Regions from separate parts of the Zea mays genome. Here region 1 is linked to region 2. Evidence: chromatin contacts called from public Hi-C data. All regions are on one chromosome and are shown on one strand. Each heading gives the region's core, a stretch centred on a gene start, on an enhancer-like site or on the middle of the called end of the contact. The rest is flanking DNA. Distances are from core to core; before and after follow the strand shown.

Region 1 (5,743 bases), core at 545-3,044, 310 kb after region 2:
ATCTGGAGTACACAACAGATGGAGTAGCTACATTTAGCTGGACCATATCTGTTTGTTTGGCTTTAATTCATATCAACTTCTACTGTTTATACAGTGTTTTTGTCTATAGATCATAGCCGCAACAGTCTAAACAACTGACTTTAATTCGAAGCAAACAAGTCGCGGAGATGTCTGGCCACTCTTGGGAGTTTAGAGACCCTGGCAGTACTCGAAGAATCTATGAACATGGCCACTTTGTGCTAAGACCACACCATTAGGAGGGTCTTTTCCATTCAGAACACGGAAGAGGAAGCCACGCTGAGGCACAAAAAAGTTTCTTACCCTCCCGTGATCCAGGTGATCATGTCCCTATCATAGAGCGTTAAGTGTAGACCTCTCCTCATCGAAATAAATGCATGAAAGACCGCCTACGCAATTCGCAAGATCTGCTACGGTCTCTCCATCTCTGGGATTTGCTAATGACGAAGAAACGAAGCAAATGCAGTTGCATGCTGGCCTGTATTTTCCTGGCCAGCGACCAAGTTGCATATGAGCACAGGGGGATAATATTAGAAAAGTACTATCGTGCAAAGAATTTTTCTTCTCCGGGATTCAAGTCTTCTTCAAACATTTTTTGAACAGAATTAGGGGGCAATTGGCAGGTAGCGACAAGCAATCTCAGCAGATCTCCATCGAGTTCTTTTCCTATAACCAGGGGGGCAACAAAGTTCTCTACACAATCTCAGAACAAATTCTCTTCCACATTTTGAGAGCGAATCAGCGAAATAACAACAGACAACCATCTCTCGCGCTTTGTAGCCGCATCTTGCACCATGCCAATACAATACAATAGAATTTCACCGAGGTACCGGGTTCTGAAAAAAAAGTAGAGGGAAAACGAAATTAGAGGCGACTAGTGCATCACAGATGATCACTTCATCAGATAAACGAGCTAAAGCTATCTTGCTGCTTAAGAGGTGAGCCAAAACGATGACAACTTGTGCTGATGAGCTTGTAGTCTGCTACAGATCTGTGTCATGTACCTGTGACTTCCCAAACCATTTCAGGAAGCAATGGTGTATGATGAGGGGGCATAAGGACTAGCATTCAGTCGTACCAATAATCCATACAAACAGTACAATGAAGATTAAAACGTCTGTACTTGTTGTGCAGAGTCCCATTACCCAGCGGAAGGACAGGTCCGATGCTTGGGAACCAAAGCAGCCATCGCCGTTATGTCCGAAAATATCGAGAAGAAGAACGGATACCCCGATAAAAGGGGAAAGGGGAAGGAGGAGGAGGAGAAGAAGAAGAAGAAGAAGGCGTGATCCGTACCAGCCATGGATGAGCTCGGAGCACTTGGCCTTGATCCAGCGGAATCCCCTGCGGAACGATGCCTTGACTTTGCCCTCCGCCGAGTAAGCCTTGTAGCTGGCCACCCGCCGCCGCCTCTTCATCTCCGGATCGCTGAAGCACCACGCCGACCCCACCCCTCCCCCGCCGCCCCTGTTGGATACCGGCGGCGGCGACCTCGCGGGCGGCTTGACGATGATGTCGATGCGGCGGTCACCGTAGGGCACGACCTCGTTGCGGTAGGGGCGGTCGTACTCACCGGCGGGGGCGGGAGCCGCGTACGGGCGGTGCGCGCGGTCGTAGTCGGCGGCGGCGGCCATCGCGAGGCCAGACGACGCGGGGGCGGACCGCGTGGGAGTCTCGCGGCGTGGCGTTTGTGCAGAGGGAGGGAGGGAGGGAGAGAAACGCCGCTGCCTTTTCCGTTTTGTTTTACCTTTGTATTGTGTTGATGTAGCGCTGGCGGCTTCCGATCCAGCTTCGTGTTTATGCTTAAGCTTTGATAGGCCGCCGTTTTCTTTAGAGTAAAACTAAACCTCACTTCTCTATCTATCTATCTACTATATAAAGCATCACTTTTTTCTGATTTCCATAGTTCTAAAATCCTAAAATCGTGGTGCGTCACCTTTCCCATTTTATACAAAAACAACATAAAATTATGCATATATGTGAGATTTTTTAACCTTATTTATCGTCTTTACATCCACACCCAACTAACCAACATAACACACACATTTTTATGTTTTATTAAAACAAAGTATACTAATATACTATATAAAAGTCGTAGCAATATAGTCACCTGATTAGTAAGATTCTATTTGTTTCCTATAAACCGGGAGAAATTTGAAAGTAATCTAATAATAAAAGAACACTTTTTAAGGTAACGATTTTTAATGATAAGATCAAACAAATTTTATGTGATTTCATTAGCTATTTAAGGTTTTTTTTGCTCGAGTTTCATATCCAGTCCAAAAAACAAAATTCTATCATTTCGGGTAGAATTTTTTATATCTTTTAACATAGAATGAATTAGAACTTAAAATTTGATATGTTAGTAAAGTAAATAGTAAAATATATTTATATCTTTAAAGGTTTTTATAATTTCTAGTAGTTTAATTACATAGCAAGTTGCACGAAAAACTTTATTGTACAATAATCTTTATCTTTTTAAAAAGTCCACATGAATTTTTGGATCTATTCAACACTTAGAGGTATTGCTATAATAAAAGGAGATGGTATGTCGTATAGATGGTTCCCTCCTCTGGCCTGCAGCATCGTGATAGAAGACGCTCCTTTGTCCCCTCTCTCCTCTCTTTATAGATATTCTCTCTCATTTTCTCTGTCTATAAGTAAAACTAAAATACATATAGATTATTTGAAACTACAAAAAGTATATATATATATATAAAAATTTAGAGCAGAAAAAGGCACGTGATGAACGCTTTTTTTTGGAACATAGGTGAGTGTGTCGGTCGTCGACCTCCAACTCGTGCTGCCAGCAACGATGAAAGGCCTGAGGTTACTCGGCGTCCACTAGGTTTCGAGAGAAAAAGCAGCATCCGCCATCATGGAACGAAGGTGTTATTCCCATTATACATGGATTGGATAGGATTAGAAAAAATTTAGAAAAATTTTGACTTGTTTGAGATTTAAACTCACCCAATCTCATTCAATCCATATGGATTGAGAACTAACCGAAAGTCCGAAGGTGGACAGTGGACAGCGGCTGGGGCACAGGAGCAGGGAGCAGCGGTTCTCTTCCGCCGATCACGGATCACAATCCAAGGGGTGAAACCAGGATTAGAGTTTGGGAGGGACAAATTAGATTGAGAAAGGGCGTTAGGAGGTATTTTACATTATTTATATGATGATTACCTAAGGAAATTAGTAGATAATATAGAATTTAGGGAGGATTAGGGGGCATTGCCCCTCTCTACCACTCGTGGATTCGCCCCGAGTCCAACCCAACGCTAGTATTACACTATTATGGTGACGAACTAAAGCATAACACCACTTGACAACTCATCTCTCAAAAGTAAAAGAGAAAATAAGTTGATAGATGGTACAAATAATTCTAAAGTTATTGAGCAACACTAATTTAGACGCTTGGGTAAGTTTTCTATGGTGGAACTTAAAAACTAGTATTTGGCTTGCTACTTGCTCCTTTGGTCTTGAAATATTTCGAATCCTAGAGTTGAAGAAGGCGTGAATTGCGTTGTACTAGTACCATGAATGTCAGCGTCCTTTAGGAGGACCGAGTCGATCGTGGCATGGATCCCGCAACGATGTCACCATTGCTATGCATGAGCGTGGACCATGCCGAGCTCTCGACGGTCGCTTGTCGGAGAATGCCCTCTAGGTCTGCCGTATGGCAAGAATACAATGCTAGACTCGTCAGTCTCAACGGAGCAGTTAGGATGACGACGTGGTTGAGTTGGGAGGATGAGCCTCAAAGCATCTTAAGAAGCATCAAAGCAAAATCAAGAAGACTCAAAACTTTTAAAATAGTGATAGTCCGTCTACAAGAGCCAAAGACTCAACACAACTAGTAAAAAACAAGCTATCCTTTGAAAACACATTCTCCCCTTTCTTTAAAAAGCCGAAGGCAAGCTCAAATGCAACTCCCCTCCACTTGTGCACTCCCCATATGAATACGCTCTCCCCACATATGCCAACTCTTTGTGTAAACAATCTCCCCCTTGTCGCAATATGCATGTGTCATGCTATCTAAACTGCAATCCCCCCCTCAAGATATGCTCTGAATGCACATGGATGCAGAAAAATGCAAGAGCTTCAAGGGTAGATCTTCCATAATGAAAGGATGATGTAGGTGGTGTTGCCATGTGAGTATAGCAACTAAAATAAGTGCTAGCAAATAATCAAACTGATCAAATCGTGACTCATAAAGCAATTTGAGCAGTTTGTAAGCATTTTGAAAAGAAGTTCACCACTAAAGTAGCATCATAGACAGTTTATAAGGAGGAAATCAACCAAGTGCTAACAAGTGTACACAAAGTGAGGTATCCCAAATAGCGACCATGCAACATGCCAAAGACAACCTAAGACTTGTGTTATCAGGTTTCATCAAACTTTCGCATTTTCAACCTATCATAAGAATTAGTCAAAGCATTTGCTGTAAGTATTGTCTTATATTACTTTTCTACTGAATGAAGCCTATGCCAGAATGACAATCAGAATCATAAAGTCATGGTTTTGGTCATATACTTCACTGCTCAAGTACATACAAGGCACAATAAAAAACAGACTCGATACAGTGATGTGTTAACAAGTACAATCTAATCTTGATCTTTTCATTTCACTTATCTTACAAGTTGTTCGGTTGCTAGCTGCACAAGTCGTTCGGCTATATTTTTCTCTAACAGGGCTGCTGCAGCCGCCGGCAGCATAAAAGTGTAGCTGAACAGAATGTTAAATTCAAAATTTCACAAAAGTTTTCAAATTTTATCCAAGATAGTGAATGACATAGTGAAAGAGAGACTTAGCAACCTAGAATAGACATGATAGAAAAAGGATCTCACACCTCCTACACATACTAGTTGTTAATCTGAGCGGTGAATACCTTTTCAGAGTTCAATAGTTTTAATCATGTTCACATTTATAGAAACTAAGCTTAGCTCATCAAGATTGTCTCAAATGAGTAAAGTGAGTCTAAGCTTATTCGAGCACCATCATGTACTACATACGATATGGAGAAAGGGGAGCACCTATCGATGGTAGGATCATCATTGGGAGGGAGAGGAGCACCTATAGACTATGGTCGGTACGGATATGGAGGAGGATATGTATGAAATGAGGACAAGTAGAAACATCCTTTCGATGATGATGTGCGGGCGAAAGCATGTTCCACACTGACAAGGTTGTTGAAACATTACAAAGATGGATCGTTGAGCAAGTCAGTGAAGATTTGAAAGTTTCAACTCCACCAAGGATCCATATTAGAATAGGGAGTGGGAAACTACAATACAAAAGGAGTCAAGTATATTTGATAGTGAGGGGCATGACTTAACCTAAATACCCTATCTATTTATAGGCCAGATTCTAAAAACATGAACTTTTGGATTTTTTGTATTTTTGAACTTCAAACGATCAAAACGGCACAAAGTAATCAGAAATTGACACGTGAGAACAAACAGTTGGTACCAACCAATTCATATCTATACCGACTGAAACATCCAACACAGAGGTTGATACCGGTTCGGCTCCAACGTGGTCAGTAATGACCGGACCAACCGGCCAGTCTAATCGACCACCGTTGAGGCTGTTCGAATTAGAGATGGCCAAACGGGCCACCCGGCCCGACCCATTTTGGGCCCGACGCGCTAGGCAGTAGGCACGGTTAGAAAACCAGATCGGGCCGTCTAAGCTTGCGGGCTCGTTTCCCTGTCCGAGCCTG
Region 2 (5,647 bases), core at 1,008-3,507:
CGACACCGTAGCCGCAGCCGCAGCCGCAGCCGCAGCAAGCATCGGCAGCGGACGCCGTCGAAGGTCCGTGATGCGCCGGTGGCCGCCGGAGCGCAGCAGCAAGCCCAGGAGGATGAGCCTTCATTCTTCGCGTACGCCATGCCGAACCAGAGCGGCTTCGGCGCCACCGACAAGCACAAGAAGAATAAGAAGTACCGGAAACCGCGTATGCCGTCTTTCGGCTCGTGCTTCCGCAGGAGGAAGAAGGAGCGGGGGCAGGCCAAAGCCGCAGCGGCCACTGTGAGCGCCCCGCGCCCTGCGCTCACGCCTATTTCGTCGCTGCTGACGCATACGCCTGGCTCCCCTGCGTCGGAGAAGCTGCAGGCCGCGACGACCCCGTCTGTGACGCAGCCACCTTCTCCTGTGCATACGGAGAACGGCAGCACCGCTGTCAACTCGCCAGCGCCGACGGGACGGCAACCGGCCTCGGCGAGGCCAGCCAAGCACTCGACGGACTCGATGTGGTCACCTTTCGCGCCGGAGATGCAGCAGCAGCAGCCGAAGCAGGTGGAAGTGGTCGACGTGGAAACGGGCGATCGGCTGTCGACGCACGAATTGGGCCTCATTGAGATGCTTGGCAGCTCAACTGACAACTCCGCGGAGTCCTCAGCTAAGTCATCGCTGGACAACGTCAACGAGCCACCACTGCCGCCAGCGAAACGGACGGTGTTGGAGAGGGACGCGGAGGCGGTGCCGATGATGAAGATTAAGGAGGTCCCGAAGCTGTGGCTCAACAGCAAATCGGCCGAGTCCCGACTTGTGGCTGCGGCGGCGGAGGAGCTGTGGCCGCACGACGTCGTGTGCAGCCGCGTGCACGCCGTCATGCTCGCCGAAACGGTAAGCTGTTCCAGCTCATAACTAGAGATGGCCAAACGGGCCGGCCCGGGCCCGGTGAAGCCCGGCCAAAACCGGGCTGGGCCTGCTGAGCCAGCGGGCTTAAGTTTCTGTCCAAGCCCGGCCCGCAGCGGGTCTAAACGGGCCGAGCCGGCCCGTTTAGCACGAAATAACGGGCCGAAAAGCGGGCTAAACGGGCCGGTAAGCACGTTTTAGTGTAAAAAAACGGGCTTAACGGGCTTAGAGGTAAACGGGCCGTGCCGGGCTAGCCCGCCGTGCCTAGTTTCCTGTCAAGCCCGCCCGCTTATTCTACCGTGCCGGGCTCGGACCGGGCCCAAAAAGCGGGCTTCGTGCCGGGCTCACGGGCCTCGTGCTTTTTGGCCATCTATACTCGTAACGTTGGTTGACGTGGAATTGATCTTTCTGAATACAAACTCCCATCCTCCCAAAATAGTGTCGCTTTGGGTTCTTATGTTACATGCAAGGTAAACATTTCTAAATTTAACTAGAGTTATAGAAAATATTAACAATATTTATATCTCTAAATAAGTTTATTGTAAAATATATTCAATAATAATTACTATTATCCACAAAAATACTGATAATATATATATATATAATAAAAATAATAAGGCTATTCTGAGCGGTGGTTTCATGCACATTTAATAGTGTATCACGTCAGTTTTTTTAACATAGTATAGCATTTAAGAGGATCGAGTTTCATGTGATGAAATTAGTTTCATGGGGATGAACCATGTCAACTTGTTTCCAAGGTCTTAAAAACCGTGTGAAACCTCCATCAAGAATGATTTGTTTCATATTCACATAATTTACTAACTTCTATTGGCCACTGATTTGCGACATTTAATTGATATGGTAGCATATGAAATAGTGACGTGTAATATTGCGCTGAGAAACATTGTTTCATTCATAGTTTCATATCACTTATGATAATGTGACAACGTTGTAAATAGTGCTACGAAACTCCCATTATGAATAACCTAAGGCCCCGTTTGACACGAGGCTCTCTAAAAGTGACTCCGGCTCTGACTTCTCTTTAAGAACAACTTCTCTATAGGAGTCAGTGTTTTTTTAACAAATCGTTTGGTAAAACAGTTCCTCTTGACGCGAGAGAAGAGGAGTGAGAGGAGCCGCTAGGAGCCAATTTTTTTTTTGGCTCCAACTCTTCTCTATAAAAATGGCTCTGACTCTTTAATGATCTTTGTTGAGAGTTCTTTTTTTTTTGAGATCGTTTGGGAGAATTCCTCTAAAAGCTGTAGTCGGAGCCGATTTGAGATCCTCCAAACATGCCCTAAGTGTTTAATTTCATAGAAAATAATGAAATTAACGAAAGAAGTGTCCAACGGAGAAGGGGTTCGGACTCACTGATCTCTAGGTCATAGCCTCTGGTAGTCCCTGGTCAGCCTGTGTGGACTGTCCTCAGGACAATCGCCAAAACCCCCCGAGCCAACACCTACTACGCCGCCGCGCCGCCGCGTCAAACAACGGCGAGAGGACGCCTATGGCATTCACTTCCCAATCCCTAATCTTCCGGGCACCCGCCTCGCCCTCTTGTGCCCGCATAACCCCGTCATCCGGTCGCGTCACCCTCCGGGACCGCAGCGCCGTTTTCCCGCTCGTCGCGGCGGCCTCCACCTCGATGGCGTCCTCGGAGAGCGAAGATAAGAGGGAAACCAAGCTGTGGGGCGGGCGGTTCGAGGAGGGCGTCACCGACGCCGTGGAGCGCTTCACGGAGTCCATATCCTACGACTGGCAGCTCTACAAATACGACATAATGGGCAGCAAGGCCCACGCCTCCATGCTCGCTGGCCAGGTATATCCTGCACGCTCCTCGGCGGTCGGTGTCGTCTAGGTGTTCGACCAACTGGATGTCCCGTCAGGTTGGGGCTCCGTCGGACAGGTTGGGGGTTGTTTGTCGGGGTCAGCCCGCTATGAACCATCTTACTCGCCATGTGCTCGAGAAAATGTCAGCTTCTTCGTTGTGCTCCTCTGCTATGCTGTTGCTGGGATCCATAGGTGTTCAAATCCGCTAGCTTTCTGCCAGGTGGCACTGAGGAAGTTTAATCTGACTACCCACAAGGTTTTACCAGAAATGTTGTTCGTTGTATTTTGGTGAAATGGTGAATCAAATTGACTGTCTTAATCCTTAAGCTATATGTTACTTAAAAAGCTTATTATCACAATATTTGAGTTGGGTTTCTGAATAATTTGCAATGCAGGGTTTGATAACAGCTACTGATAGGGATATCATCTTAGAGGGGCTTGATCAGATAGAGAGGCTGATCCAAGAAGGCAAATTTGAGTGGAGGAAGGACCGGGAGGATGTGCATATGAACATTGAAGCGGCTCTAATTGAAAGGGTTGGTGAGCCAGCCAAGAAGTTGCATACTGCTAGGAGCCGCAATGACCAAATTGTGACGGATCTAAGGCTATGGTGCCGTGATGCTATTGACAGGATTTTGATTCGTATCAAGCAGCTTCAGGTTTGCTCTGAATTTACTCTATGTTGCTCATGAAGTCCTGCCACTATCATGTTCACATTTCTTTTCTATCTTTCACTGCTTGCCAGTGTGGCACTATTTTGTTTTCTACTTTTTTGCTCAATTAACACGTGGCCATTCTAACAATTAAGAAAATCTTGCTCGTTTGAAAATCCAATGATTCTTTTTATTTTTCATTCTGTAATGTCAATTTAGGGTAGGAATTTCTGAGAGAACTTCTGGTTAACCTTCCTGCTTCTTGATGTAGAACTGATGCAAAATAATACATTAATGTTTTCAAGTAAAGACTTTAAGAAAAGCTGTTTTGAGTACCTGATTGCTGATGTTGTGTATTCTCATGACTGCATTAGTGATTCCAGTCTGTAATGCTAATGCATAATTTTTATATTTCCCGATATATATGAAGAAGCTGTTCACTTGTAATATTAGCATAACTCTTATTGTTTCAGGTGTCTCTGGTTATTTTGGCTTCAAAATATGTTGATTTAATAGTCCCAGGTTATACCCATCTGCAAAGGGCGCAGCCTGTTCTGCTGCCACATCTTCTCTTATCATATGTTGAACAGGTGATTGGAATCTTTTTAGCTTTCTTGATAACGCGACATTGAAACTTTATTGTTATTTTTTAACTCGAGGAAGCTATAATATTAGTGTTGAATGTGTGCCACCTCTAGTTGATGATTATTCCCCGATTCGCACCTTGTGGTTATGATGCAAACAAGTTCTTAAATCACATGTCTCTCTATATATAGCGACCAAATTAGTGCACTCCTATGTAACCAAGATATATTCTTAATGCTTAATGTTTGTGTGGTATATCAGCTCTGTTGATTTTTACGGTTAAACTGAATAATTGGGAAGAATTTTTGTGCAGAAAAGAGAACATTCTGTGTTCAAACAATCAGTTTTGTATGTTGACATCTCCAATGCAACAAAATAAGTTCAATTACGTACAACTGGTTTCACACGATTTGAAATCCTCCCACTGGTGCAGTCCAGATAATACACACACCTAATACTAAAAGTTCTTAACTTCGGAGTCCAGGATATAAATAAACTTGGTCTAATTAGGTGCGTTATCCTCTACAATCTTTGAGCTGCTGAATGCCTGAACCCCTAGCTCTGTTCACCATTTTAGCCTTATCTATAACAAAGCATTAAAGTCACATTTCTAGCAGTATATTTATTCTGTAAAAGGGTTTATTTATAGCTTGTGTCCCCGTGAAACAGTTTTTGTGGTAGCCCAGATAATTTATGGTAATCTTTTCGAATAAACCAGGTTACTCACGACTGCCTGACCTTATTCTGATGTACACTATGTGCAGTTGGAGCGTGATGCTGGTCGGCTGGTCAACTGCAGGGAGCGAATGAATTTCTGTCCTCTTGGTGCTTGTGCTTTGGCTGGAACTGGACTTCCCATTGATAGGTTTCAAACTGCTAAAGATTTGAAATTTACAGCTCCAATGAAGAATAGGTAACTTTTTTATTTCTTTCTTTCAATAATCCATTTCAAAAAAGGCTGCAAGTGTTGTAGCTTACTTTCTGTGCTATAACACTCTCTTGAACCGTGACAAAGCTAGAACTGTGTTATGAAACTGAGTACCTAAAACTTTTGTACTGTAGTTACTCTGCATCTGCTGGAATGGGATATCTTGACATGCAAGCACACATGAAATCTGTTATATACTTAACTTTATACTTCCAAGCACTTCGATTTGGTGGTGCCAAAGGAATGTATGAAAATGCAAGCCTTATTACATGGTCATATTTCTTCTGTAAACAAATAGTACTATACAGATATGACAATTTGAGAATTGTTTATGGACTACTCTGTGTTGGATATTTTCTCGGCTAGTTCCTAAGGCCATAGAGGGCTATCACTTTGTACTGTATATTCTTGTGTGTTGTGATTTTCTGCCAATTAACTAGAAGTGTCAGTCATGCCCTCAGTTACTAGTCATACTAGTAACTCAGAGAATTCCATATTGTTCAGTTTTTCTCTTTCAGCTAGTCCTTCCTCACTTAAGCTCGAAGTTTTTTCTCGTCTACAGCATTGATGCAGTATCAGACCGTGATTTTGTACTTGAGTTTCTTGCTGCCAATTCGATTGCTGCTGTCCATCTTTCGCGAATTGGTGAAGAATGGGTTCTTTGGGCATCAGAGGAATTTGGGTTTCTGATACCAAGTGACAAAGTTTCAACTGGAAGCAGCATTATGCCCCAGAAGAAAAATCCAGACCCAATGGAGCTTGT

Evidence for each region. A called contact is a pair of places that touch in the nucleus more often than the background predicts.
Region 1: a Hi-C map of tassel shows a contact between it and region 2, with 3 times the contacts expected there. The contact joins the promoter of LOC103639235 here to the promoter of LOC100191977 in region 2. A contact is called at or near these places in 3 of 25 Hi-C or Micro-C datasets (ear, leaf and tassel).

Annotation. Positions count from the first base shown.
Region 1 is chr9:142,474,189-142,479,931 of Zm-B73-REFERENCE-NAM-5.0, forward strand. LOC103639235 reads right to left here and starts at 1,795. Exons shown (of 2, transcript XM_008662003.4): 1 at 1,315-1,795; 2 at 549-854. The coding sequence starts at 1,652. The coding sequence ends at 854.
Region 2 is chr9:142,165,154-142,170,800 of Zm-B73-REFERENCE-NAM-5.0, forward strand. LOC100191977 (argininosuccinate lyase) reads left to right here and starts at 2,258. Exons shown (of 7, transcript NM_001137401.1): 1 at 2,258-2,707; 2 at 3,114-3,377; 3 at 3,845-3,961; 4 at 4,721-4,869; 5 at 5,447-5,647. The coding sequence starts at 2,396.